Regions from separate parts of the Rattus norvegicus genome. Here region 1 is linked to region 2. A link is a contact called in public Hi-C data. All regions are on one chromosome and are shown on one strand. The core of a region is the stretch at or near the end of the contact, and the rest is flanking DNA. Distances in the headings are between cores, read along the strand shown.

Region 1 (6,681 bases), core at 2,963-5,462, 65 kb after region 2:
GAATATTCTCATTAGATGAGATAAAAGTTGAGATTTATTAAGATAAGGACAGTAGTGTAGAATATAGGACTGTGCCACCTCACCCATCCACGTGTTAATTTTACAGTCCCTCTGTCTGAAATGCCTATCCCTGGGGCATCTGTTCCTCACCCTCCCAGTTCCCCCCACCCTGTGAAAACGCCTAAGAACAGCAAGCTCCGTGTTTACATCTAATCACAACCAAAGCAGAGCTTCTAACTCCAGTGTTTCCAGCCAGGAGGGGTTGTGCACATCTGTAATCCCAGCACTGGAGAGACTGAGGCAGGAAGATTATAACTTCAAGACTGGCTTGGGCTACAAAAGAAATTAGAGAGCAGCCTAAACTTTGAAGTAAGACCCTACTTAAGAGTAAAAGGTCTCAGAAATATTATCATTAAGATAGTACATTTAGTTAGTGTGCGTGTGTGCGTGTGTGCGTGTGTGTGCGTGCGTGTGTGTGCATGTGTGTGTGCGCGTGTGTGTGCGTGTGTGCGTGTGTGCATGTGTGTGTGCGTGTGTGTGCGTGTGTGCATGTGTGTGTGCGTGTGTGTGCATGTGTGTGTGTGCATGTGTGTGTGTGCATGTGTGTGTGCGTGTGTGTGCGTGTGTGTGTGCACGTGCGTGTGCATGCACATGGAAGTCAGAGGACAACTTGGCAGAGTTGTTTTTATCCCTTGACTATGTGTCCCAGGCACTGAATGCATTTTATCCACTGAGCCATCTCACCAGCCCCTCAATTTTAATTTATTTTTTTAAATTATATTTATTTATTTACTTTTCTGAGTAGGAATGTTTTGCTTTGCACGTAGGTACTTACACCATCTGTGTGCAGTGCCTTCAAAGGACACAAGAAGACTCTGGATCCCCTGGTCCTGGAGTTATAACCAGTTGTCAGCCACCGTCTGTGCTGAGGAGCAAACCCAGGTCCTCTGGAAGAACAACTGGTTCTCCTAACCTCTGAGCCATCTCTAGAGCCCCCTCATAGGTTTTTGTTGTTGTTTGTCGTTTTGTTTTTTAAAAGTCAAGCAAAGTTGAGATTTATTTAGAAAAGTATAGTAGTATACACCCAAGGGTGGGTGCTGCATTTTAAAGACGATCTTCTCTCAATGGTTTTGATTAAATGACTCGATCGGCTGAGCTAATCACAATGATTTCATTGAAAAGGAAGGCCTCAACCACATGGCTACCTCCAGGTTTTTGAGTTAGACCAACCCTATCTAAAAGGGAAGGAAACGCACTAGAGCAAAATGAAGATGTTTTTAACCAAACAGGAGAGAGAAAAAACTAATATATCATCTGTAGAAGAGACGTTCTATTCATGAGTCATATGCAGGACGGTAGCTATGACTGTCTTAGAAGCTAACAGACAAAGCCAGGTAGGAGAAATGGATCACTTCAAGGCTAGTGATCCAGGAACATGGAAAGTCATGGCCAAAGGCAGGTAACAGAGAGCCTTTGGAAATTTTCCATTTTTGGTGGGAACTTTTGGGAATCAAGACCAGGACTTTGGTTGAGGAAATGACATAAAGACCAATAGTGTCCTGGGTTGGGGGAAGCCCATTGATTTGACAGTTACCAAGAATAGAATTATTTTCTATGTCAATGACTGGGTAAAGCAGGCCAAGTGAAAGCACTCTCCCTGAGGTGCCCTCCCTTAACCCCACTTCCAACAGCATTCAAACGACATGAGCATTGATGCCCAGGACTGGGCCTGCCTTCCCTTACCCAAGAAAGTCTGGAGATCACCAGGATGGCACCTGTAACTTGATATAGGACCACTCTGTGGAGAGGGCAGCTGTGGAAACAACCATCTGAGTGGAGAGAAGCGGAGGCTACCATGATGGCTGATCCTGGAGACTCAGAGCAAGTGCGATTGCTCCTGTCTGCAAGCCCAGCATTCATGAGGCTGAGGCAGGAACGCTACAAGCTTGGGGCCAGCTACACAACATAATATGCACTTCACAAGACCCTTTCTGAACGCCTCCTACCCTGGGGGAATGGAGATACTGGTGTTAGATGGGCCTGCTTTGAGTCTCATGTTGATGACTTATGACATTACCTTGGACATTCTGTAACTACCCTGAACCTCGGTTTCCTCACAGTAATAAAAATCTATTCCCACCTAGAGATAAGTGATGAGGTCGAATCAGATGGAAGGCATTAAAAACAGTGCGTTTCTGTTTCACAGAATTGGTCAAATAAGCATGACTTCTCAGGCACAAAGTCTTCCAGAGCCCACATTCTGGCTCCAGGATGATTACTATTTCATTAACTCTGAAGTACAGTCTCCTCCCTGCCCACCTCCATATCTCAGACATCCTTGCAATTAGGACTCACTGTGCCCTGCAGTGTACTTTAACTTCTGGTGTCTCCTAACAATCCACGAAGTGATAGAATGTTGCACTGGACTCAGTCCTTCATATTCTGGTACCTCAATTTCCTCAGTTGTAAAATGGGGATATTAATATACCTGCCTTATTGCTGTAAAAATAAAAAGTTATATTTGTTTTGCAGGTTTCTGACTTATCATAAAGGCTTAGCAAATCCCACTCTTACTTTGGTAGTTATGTCAGACCAGGTTGGGAGTGGTAGGAATGTTATAATGTGAGCGTGTGCTGGCAGCAGCAACCTGGAGAGCTGTGCACAGGTGACAGTGGGTCAGTAGGGCAATAGTGGTTCCCATGATCCAAAGGGGCATGTAGACTGAGCGTGATGCTGCATGCTAGCACTCAGGAGTGGAACTGGGAAGATTGCTAGTTCAAAGCTTGGTGAGGTACATAGCAAGACTTCCATCTAAAAAACAAAATAAAACAACAGGGTCTGGGAGATGGAGGGATGGCTGAACCATTAAGATCATTTGTTGCTCTTCCAGAGGACCCGAGTTCAAGTTCCCAACACCCATGTCATGTGACTCGCAACTATCGGTAATTGCAGCTCCAGGAAGCCATAAGCCTCTGGCTCCAGTTGTGGTAAATAGTATTATTTGGGGGGGGGGGGTTAACCCCACTTTTAATCATTTAGTTCATATAAAAGGCATGAAATCTTTATATTTATAATGTATAAAAAGCATTAGATCTGGGCAGATACCTACCCTTTATGTTAGTTTGTCTACTTCCCTGTCAGTAACTTCAAGATATCACTTACCATGTTCTGACTGGACCACTCCTACTCTAACAGGACAGCCTTCATGGCCATGGGCTCACGATCCGCCTACCCCATGGCACCTTCTCCACCTGTCTCCTTTCTTCTTCCCATCCTTTGTGGTCTCTGCCTCAGATCCCAAGGCCCCAACTCATGTCCTTCCCTGCCTACCTCTCTTCTGCCCAGCTACAAGCTGAAGGCATCTTTATTAACCAACAGTCTTAAACTAAGGAGCAAGGTTTGCACAGGCTTGTGTGAGAATTCACACGTCTTGAGGCAACTAGACCTCGGGATACAGAATTTAGCATTACAATACATAGCAACAGGCCAAGCCTCTATATCCACAGGCACTTACACTCATGCATACATACCCACACAGAGACACAGACACCTACACATAATTTAAAAGTAATAAAATCAAATCCTAAAATTAGAGGAAAAAACTAAAGAGGAACAGAAGGAAAGAGCAGTGGTTTGGAAACTGACAAGTGGCTGATGGAATAAATGGCAGGATGCCAAGGCTGCTGCCCTGTGGGCATGGGATGTTGGGTTAAAAGGGATTATCAGATTGTGCTCGTCTATGTCCTCACTGGACCTGGATATCCCCTTCTTATAATAGCTACCAGTGTACTTAGTCATTGTTATATGCCCCTGTGCTAATTGATAATTATTATATTACAATAATTAAAAAGAAGATCAAACCTGTGAGTCAGATCATAGTTTTAGGTCACCTTTGTAGAACACATCAAGGTTCAAAGAGATAAGCTGTCATGCTCAAAGTCACGTGACTTTTAAGTGGCAGAGCTGGCATTTGATTCAGGGCTCTGCCACACTGCTTCTTGAGCTCAGTCCGCCAGCATCTCTTAGTATATCTAGAAGCTATTCCTTCCCTCTATTACAGACCCCTTCTTGGGTCTCTGTCCCCCGAGTACACAAATGCCAAGCTCACGAGTCATCTGTTTGGCCAAAATTCTGTTCCGATTTGATAAACTCTAGCTAGGCCAGCTCACTCAGCATGATTCAGCCAGAGAGAATAGCAAGGCTGCATGCCCGGCATGCCGACCAGCTGAGCTCAGGCAGGATGGGTGGTGTTCAGGAACCTCAGCCTGACAGATGGCCCTACTCGGCTGTCTTCATGGGCCTGGTGCCAGGTGCGGCAATCACTCTCTGCAGGAGGGAGTTGTGGGAGCCTAGTTCTGTGAGTATCACATGTGTGGGTTACTGGGTATGCGTGTGTACTTAGGAGACACACGGGAGCGAGGGTGTTTGTGATCCGCACACTCTCTTGGATGTTGTGCATGTTTACGTGTGCGTGCCTGGTTGTGTGTCTTTGTGGGTACATTCTGAGGTGTGTGTACGTTCGAGTTTCAAATCTGCGTTCATTCTGGTTGTGTGTGCTCACACTATGAAAGAGGAAGACAGATGTGGGGGAAGAGAGAAGGAGGGGTTGCTCTTGGCTGTCCCCACTTGCAGGGAAAGCTGCTGCATGTCCCTTTCCTTAGCTCTGCCCTCATCAGCCATGCAGCTGCAGCACCAGGAACAACGAGAGTAGCAACAGCAGCAACAACAGCAGCAGCAGCAGCAGCAGCAGCAGCAATCATCCCATTCCCATTGTGAAATGTAGTCTGTGGATGAATTTCAGATTTCTAAACACAGCTTCTCGATTATGTTTTCCCATAAGATAGAGATATTAACTGTTTATGAATTTAGGGTTCCTTTAAAACTCTGGTGACCAGAATAATAACCTCAAACATCATTTCACATACATTTTCATGGAGTTCACAAGGTACTCTCCAAGACCTAGCAACCAGCCTTCAGTTAAGAAAACTAAATGTTTGCACAGCAGGTAGGGAGTGCCACCTAGAGTGAGATCTGCTTAGGGAGCCCACAGGAGAATTGGATATAGATACATTGTAATAAATAGAGAGTCCACAGGACAAATGCATGTAGATACATTGTAATAAATAGGGCGGGACAGTGAGTTCAAGGACAGATGGGCCGAGAAACGGGCTCCAGGAATCATCCACCAATCCACCAAAGAGGCAGACATTCAGGCAAGGCATAGAAATGTGAGAGGCAATTGTGAAATTGCAAAGATGGGGAAGGACATAAAAGCAGAAGGGATGGTCTGAAAAAGAATCTTGGAACAGCCCGTGTAGGGCCTGATGCATTACTAGACTAAAGGTTCTGGAGTTATATGAGCAAGGAATAGTCTGACCTAATAAGTGATTTGCAGAAATCAAAACCTATCTAGCATTTGCCCAGAGATTGCAAACAGAAATCTGTTGCAATCGTTCCTTTGAGAGAAAATGAAGATGCGAGCAACACTATGTGGGGAAAAAAAACCAGAGGAAGGGTTTGACTAAAGATATTTAGCAGATAAACCAGTCAGGAATCAGGTTCTGCTCCTGGGAAGTGGAAAGGAGGGGTGTTGGCTTTTGTATCCTAGCTTTCCAGAAAGATAAATGTTTGTGCCGTTTGCTGAGCTGGACGCACAGCACTATGGTGATATCCTCTGGGAAGGACAGGGATTGGGGACACAATACGAGCCATCTGAGAAGAGATTTACACTAAGAGGTTTGCTGTGTAGATGTGGAGCGCTGGGAAGAGAGATTCCGAAACAAATCTGTGAGTCATGAGAGATGGGTGATATGTGAAGTCATGGGCGGAGGTTGAGATCAGTAAGGGAGAGGGAAGATGTCACAGAACAGGGCTGGGAAAAAAGTCAGGATGTAAGGGTGAAGGAGACAGTGAGAGAGGATTCTTGGGATCTGGAAGAACTAGAATAGATTCAGAAGAAAACTGACTCCTGGAAGCTAAAAGTACACAGAATTTTAAGAATGAGGAAACAGTCATTAGTGTCAAAGGCTAAAGTAAGGTCAAGTAGGCTGAGGAATGGTGTAAAAGCAGAATGGGAGGGGCTTTTATGTTCTGTATTGGCACTGTGGTCACAGCGTCCCTGAACCACTCCAGGGTTCAAGCACCAAATTTGAACAACGGAAAGGGATACCACAGGTGATCGTGGGAGGCTGCTTGAAAGAAGGACTCCAACTTCTGGACAAGATGGGGAATGACGCATTAAATTGAATATCCTAAAACAATGATAAACAAGGCAAAAAGCATAAAACAACTGTTCCAGAGCAGAGAACAGTAGCGCAGGATGCTAAGTGTTCAAGCAGGGGCTAAAAATAAGATGAGTCCCACACCACATCTGTGTGCTCTGTGGAGAGTTTGCAGGCGGTAGGGCACAGAGAGGCATCCAAAGCAGAGCTGACACAGTCTCTGAGAGGAGGAGTTAGAGCTGGTCGTCTAGGGAAGCTAAGATACTTAGTGATCACAGGGCACAGAAAGATCTCCAGAGTGCCAGAGAGCAGGGCCTGTTAAGTCTACTGTGGTGGTTTGCAACCTGTGGGTTGTGACCACTTTGGGGGTTGCACATGAGACATGTTGTACATCAGATATTTACATTACCACTCACAACGGTAGCAAAATTACAGTTATGAGGTAGCAGTGAAAATAATT
Region 2 (6,796 bases), core at 2,623-5,122:
AGTAAACGTACTTTCCTGCTTCTCACCATTGCACGTCTCTTTAACTGGTGTGTTAGGGACAACGGTCAGAGCCTAGCTTGTTTGGGGTGTCCCAGCCTAGGCTTTGACCCTAAAGACACGGTAACAGAACTACCATAAGCCATGCCTCAGTCCCATCATTTCTTTAAAAAAAAAAAAAATCAATCCTAAATTAATAATGTTTTCCCAACACTCATCCTCTCGGTGGAAAGAGAGAAGACTGAAAATAATGGTCTACATTATGGATTGAGGAAAAATTACAAATTTTGTTTTGGAAGAACATCAAGACACCAAATAGCCACAAATAAGGTGATCACTGACTTACTCAGTCTCGGCTGTGCCCGGTGGTTTGATTTGCTGGCATTTTATTTACTCAAAGAAAACCCTAAGCACTCTGTTATTCTCCTTTTTTCAGATGGGAAATTGAGACCTAGAAAACCTAAGAAACTAGACCAAAGATACCAGCCAGTCAGGACACAGAAGAACCGTAGATTTACAAAGAGCCAGAGATCTGTTGAATGAAACTCAGTGTTTCACAGAAAAGAACTCAAAGCCCTAAATAAAAAGTGGGAGAAGCAGAGACCTCCAGTTATCTGGACTGGAAGAAGCTGAGACTCCCAACTCTTGTCTCCCACTCTATGTTAAAATTATGCCCTAACCAGAGGCTACTCACCACTTAGGCGTTCCATTCACCAATAGAATGTGCTTTTATTTTTTAAAGTATGAGCTGCCAGGCTAAGTACAGACCTTAATCTACCTGAGACGCTGAAGCAGGAGCACTAGTAGTTCAAGGCTAGCCACAGAACTCAAGACTAAGAACCTTAGCAAGATAGTTTTAAAGGGGTATGCCAAGGTTACCCTGCCAAAGTCCTGGGTTTGATCCCTAGCGCCTGGTGAGGTGGTGGAGCATGGTCAGGGTTGGGAGGGAGAACAGAAACTGAAATGTGATCTAAATGCACACGTCCCTTTTATGGGGAGGGGAGATTGTGAGTGTGGCATGTATGTTTTCACGTCCGGTGTTGAATGTTTATATATGCGTGCAGATGTAGCTGATAGACTGTGGCTTTAGTTACATAATCTAAGATTACCAGAGTAATGGAGGTGGCCTTTGTAGACCCACACCTTTGTCCCAAGACCTTGAGGCTAATCCATTTGATGTCCACAGCTGTATAACTATATTATCCTAGCTTCCAGATGACTAAAAGCCATAGCACAGACAGGTTCAGTAACTTACCCAACATCATGCTCAGGGGAATGGGCTCCACACAGGTGCTGTGCCTCCTTCCTCCTCACCAAGTCAACCCCAGAGCTATGTTCCTGTTTCACCAGCCCCAAAACCCCAAGTCACACACGCCTCTCCTACTCCCAGCTCCCCACACACTGGCCTCCTCTTTCCAATCTGGCCTGTGACTCCCCACGTTCACACAACCCCCATAAGACACAGTGCTCTTTTTTGGTACTAGGGCTCCAATGCAGAGCTTCCCACACAGCAGGCAAACCACTCTACGCTGCGCTACACCTGCCAGCCCCACAGAGCTTGTTTAGAGCCTTCCCACACTGACTCCTTCAAATCAGAATTCCCTTTCCATCTAAAGGTCTCATCTCACACACATACTGAAGTGACTACATTATCAACACAGCACACAGGCTCAACGCAACGCTAAAATCTTTCTCATAATGTAAAAGTTATAAAGGACATGTACTGAGAGCTATTTCACTAACAAGAAAATTGGAGGTTCAGAAAGGCTATTTGGGTGGTTGTTTTCATAGCCAATAAACAAAAGGCACAGTTCAAGTCTGTAGGATTCAAAAGTCCTTATCGGTATAAATCATTGCCACGCATGTCTTTACTTGACCTCATTTTAGAGCCTCTAGATACCAGACTACTCACAAAGTATTCAACAAATGAATTCTAGAAGGTCTTGAGGAAGACAGTCATTGCTGGGAGTGTAAGGATTTTTAAAACTATTTCTCAAATACCTTACCTGATGGAAGCAATCATGTTTGGATGATCTTCCTTCAAAAACTTAAATGTTTCTGATTTAAATCTCCTAAACAAATATTATCCACCAGTTCTGGAACCCAGGACTGTCCTCTGTCTTCTTGGTTCCCTCCAAAACCAGCCATCAGGGAGAGTTATCTGTGACTTGTTTTGCTGTCAGCCACTTAAAAGTCTCTTTTGGCCCCAAGCAAATAACAACTGCCAAAAGCCAGGCTGAAGTCTGGTAAACTTAAACCCACACCCCCACCACCGCAGCCACCACCACCACCACCACCACCACCGAACATGCTGTCAACGCTCATGACATGAACATCCTCTCCGAATACAAAGGTTGAGCAGCACTTTTTTATTCCATGAAATATTACAGGAGCAATTACTGTTCATTCACTTGGTGTGAAACTGACTATCAGTTAGGTTATGGAACTGTGCGTCTTAACACTATAAACACCACAGTTATAGCGAAACAAAATAAGCTATTTTAAGTCTATCCATTCAACAAATGGGTGAAACAAACAAAAACCACTTCGCCACCCGTCCCCTTTAATACAGTAAAAAAATACCTTTGTTACTTAGGGTACCTGCGCTCTCTCCAACATATGCCACGCCTTTCAGGGTGACAAAAGCAAGGAGAGCTGCCTTTGCTTTTTAAAAATCAAAAAGAAAAGAGAAAGAAAAATCAATCGGGCGTCTTAACCAAGAATAAAGTCTAAAGACATTTTACCTCCCTTTTCTTTGACACAACCCGACTTTCCTCCTCCAGCAACCGGGAGGGGGTGGGGGTGGGGGCTGCAATACAAAACTCATATTCGTCCCCTCCTAGTGGGGCTCATCCCAAACTTCACCTAAGCGCGAAGCAGGCAGGCACCGGGAATTCCAAGGAAATGGTCTCGCCCCTATCAAAGCACATTTTTAACTTCCTCGAAGCCATTATTTCCCTAGGGCACGATCAAACACTCCCACCCGGACATACCACCTAACAGACTACTAGTAAGAGAAGCTCAAACACACACAAAGAGAAAACACTATTGGGAGCCGGTGGTGCGAAGCCTCCAAGTAGTCCGGGCCATCGCTGCCACCAAGGCAAGCGCGAGGTCCCCACTCCGGCCCTCGGGGCAGGAAACCCGGCACCGCGGCGCGGCTGCAACCCGCCGGCTCCCGCCCTGACCGCAGCGATAAGGTGGAACTGCGCTTCCCACCCGGCCAGCTCCGCCCTCTGGGCCACATTCCTGAGAAGCCGGAGTCCTCGGACGCCGCGCCGGGCGCCTGGCGGGCAGCAGCGCGGCGCCGTGGCCGCAGGGCAGGAGCGCAGCGCCTACTCCACACTATTCTTGCCCTCGCAGCCGCGCGCCCTGGCCCCGCGCAAACCGCACCCGCGCGCACCGCACGCGCCGGAGCCCCGCACCCGCGCGCCCCGGGCGGGGTCGCCGCGGCCACAGGTAGCGCCACCCCGCCGCCGCCACCCCGCAGGCCGTCTCCAAGCACCTGGATGAACTGGATGGTGAGCGCCGACTTGCCCACGCCGCCACCGCCGACCACCACGAGCCGGTACTTCTCCTGGCCGGAGCCGTCGCGCCAGCCGGCCGCGGCCATCGGGACGCCCCGAGCCCAGCCCGGCCGCCGCGCGCCCTAGGCCCGGCTCCGGGGACGAGTGCGGCCGGCTGGGTTACAGGCGGTAGAGCGCGCGGGGCCCGCGAGTGGCCTGGAGGGCCGCGGAGCGCTATCCCCGGGACTGGTTGGGAGTTGCCCGAGACGCAGGAGAGCCGAGAAGGCTCCAGGGCAGAGGACGCAGCGGCCAGGGAGCGCGATCCTCTTCGCGGCTCTGCAGCGCAGCCGAACGCAGCCTCTAGCACCGCTACAAATGGCCGTCTGGGGGCCGGGCCGCCGGGCTGGGGTACTACATATGCATGAGGGGGCGGGGCTAGGCCTCGCCCGCCCAGGCGGAGACTCTGGAGCGCCCTAGGCAGCAGACCCTGCAGACCTGCCCTTAGAGCTCCGGGAGGAAGACAACGGGAAAATGGACGGCGGTGACAGTAACTGCATAAGTCAGGGATCGTGTTCATGAAAGAAACAGCCTGTGACGGCGTGAATGAAAAATAGAACTGTTGTCATATTCACTCAACTCTGTACCCTGTTTTCGGAATGCAGATGGTGACTGTATTTAAAAAAAAAAAAAAAAAGAAAGAAAGTATAAAGCAGCCATTGAGGAAATGAGACCTGTAGCATTACCTGAATGTATCATAGGCTAGTGGCAGTGCGAGAGTTAGGTGGATAGTGATTGAGTTTGCATGGGGCTACAGTGCATGTGGACAGATGTGGGGTGCAGCATCTGTTTGTATGTCTATGTGTGGAAAAACTGTGAGGTAATTGAGTCTGAGGGTCGTGAGAAATTGGCAGGTTAGTGACATGTTTCCTACCAGGAGAGTGTTTCGTTGCTAACACAGCTTCTACACACACGATCAAGCCCTTGCCCTTAGAGTCCAGAGGAGGAGGCAGCCAGGACAATAGGCACCTTGTGAGACATAATGATAAGGACAACAGCTGCTCAGCACTGAGGTCCAAGGTGCACTTACCCCGGAGCTGGCCAGTCAGAGAGGGTTTTCCAAAAGACCGAAGGAATAATCTTGTAAACAGATAAGTGATTGGAAGAAAAGTATTCCAGGGAAAGAAAACCAAGCTAAGCTATACATGGTAGTGCATGCCTTTAGCCCCAGTATTCTAGAAGCAGGAGCAGGTAGATCTCTGTGAGCTCAAAGAGTTCGAGGCCAGCCTGATCTACATAATGAGTTCCAGGCCAGGGCTACACACACAGGGAGGTCTGGGCTGAAAAGAAAGGAAGAATGAAAGAGAGAAAAGAAAACCAGATATGAGGGGCTATGCAGAAGCCAGAGATGACAAAGGGACACATTCTGTTGTGTGGTTTTGAATGTGCTGAGGGGAGCTTACACGCTAGCAGATATAAATAGAACGCATTGTGTGTTAGTTGAATGTGGTAGGGATATCTCTCTGTAGAGGCAGGGTAAGATTGAGGTTGTGGTCTCAGAGGGTAGACTGGTTCAAATCCTGCCTGCTTTGCTAATGGCATGATGATGGGAACTTAAACTCTGTGCCTCCACTTCCTCTTCCCTCAAATAAGGGCCCTGGGCCAGTGGATGGCTCAGAGAACAACAGCACGCACACGCCTAACGACCTGATCTCTGGGATCCACAGGGAGGGAGAAAGGCAGCTCCCAACACTTGTTCTCTGCCCTCCACACATATGCCTTCATTGCCATGCATACACCCCACCCAGACACACAAATATACACAAAGAAACGCAGTGCATAAACCATTGCTAGTGTGGGCTAAGCATGGTGGTTTTACAACATGCCTTCCAGTTCTTGAACACAATTAGGGTCCTGCATGAAGCCAGTAGGGTGCAGTGGAGAAGATACAGAATGGCTTCTGAGGCCACGGCATGAAAGACCACACAGGTTTTAACTCTCTCTTGGGATTCAAGTGAACACTGATTGCCATGAGATGGCCATGTCTACCAAATAAAAGTGCTCCTGAATCCAGAAAAGAACCAGCCAGAGAGAAGGAGGTGGGGTCCTGGGAAGGCAGTAAGGAGAGGGGCAAATCTGAATGAAGTGCATGTATGGAATGCTATAGTGAAACTTACCTATTACTTCTACTCATCTTGTAAATGTAATTTTAAAACAGAACAATGCGGAGTATGGTGGTACATGCCTTTAATCCCAGCATTCAGGAGGCAGGGGTGGATGGTCTCTGTGAATTTAAAGTCAGCCTGCTCTACATCTTGAGTTCTTGGACAGCCAGGTCTGCATAGTGAGACCTTGTCTCAAAAGATAAAAAGAGGTAGGGGTCAGGGATCAGCGGTTAAGAGCAGTTGCTGCTCTTGTAGAGGACCCAAGTTTGATTCCCAGCACCCACATCGCCCATCTCATAAACTGCCAATGACTCCGGTTCCAAGGGATCCTGTGTCCTATGCCCTCGTCCAGCCTTCGCGGGCACCTGCATGCACATGGCATACACATAGACAAAAATAAAATTTAAAATACAAAAAAATAATGACATACAGTAAAGTATACAGGGCACCCTTAGCCCTGAGCACCCACTGACTGTCACCAGCATTATCACCAGTCATCTACGTGACACATCTAGGACAGCCGCCCCAGTGCAGGCTTCAGAAGAACACAGCTCCTTCTGGCCTCTGGCTGTGAAGTTCCAGAAGAGAATGGCCCAGCCCAGTCCTGCCTCAACTCCTGACCCACAAAGTCACAAGAAAGACAAAATTATGGCCTGTGTGTTCTGTGTGTGTGAGAGTGAGACAGAGACAGAGAGGGTGGGAGAGAGAGTGGGTGCTTGGCATGGACTTCAAGGGCTCTTGTAAACTGTAAGTACTCTGATACTGATAACTGATATATATCCCAGCCCACACAGCTGTTTATTTTTAATTTTTCAGATTATTTTGTGTGTGAATGGTTTGTTTGCATGTATTTCTGTACGCCATGTGTATGCCTGGTACCTACGGAAGACAAGAGAAGGTGTTGGATTCCCCTGCAACTGGCACTAACTGTGACCAATTGTTAGCTGCCATGTATGTGGGTACTGGGAATCAAACCCGGGTCCTCTATATGAACAAGAAGAGCTCTTAACTCTTAACTTGGCCATTTCTTTAGTCCCAGCTTCCCCACCCCCACCCCCACTTATAGGGTCTGATAGGGAGTGCACACTGAGATCACAGGGGCAGAGCACCAGACAGGGCTCACACTGAATC

The links. Hi-C and Micro-C count contacts between places; a contact is called where the count stands out from the background.
Region 1: a contact with region 2 is called in a Hi-C map of the A7r5 cell line, with 2.6 times the contacts expected there. The contact joins the enhancer-like site here to the promoter of Rras2 in region 2. A contact is called at or near these places in 2 of 12 Hi-C or Micro-C datasets (the A7r5 cell line and the Rat2 cell line).

The regions. Positions count from the first base shown.
Region 1 is chr1:177,798,644-177,805,324 of GRCr8, forward strand. No RefSeq gene overlaps it. Among named protein-coding and RNA genes, the nearest start is that of Rps18l4, 19 kb to the right of the region's middle. Within about 2 kb of position 4,213, at least 44 of the 93 cell types and tissues checked have an H3K27ac peak or open chromatin away from gene starts, as enhancers often do. A contact at or near this core is called in the A7r5 cell line, where this site is marked.
Region 2 is chr1:177,733,679-177,740,474 of GRCr8, forward strand. It overlaps Rras2 (RAS related 2), which reads right to left and starts at 3,873. Exons shown (of 6, transcript NM_001013434.1): 1 at 3,503-3,873. The coding sequence starts at 3,610.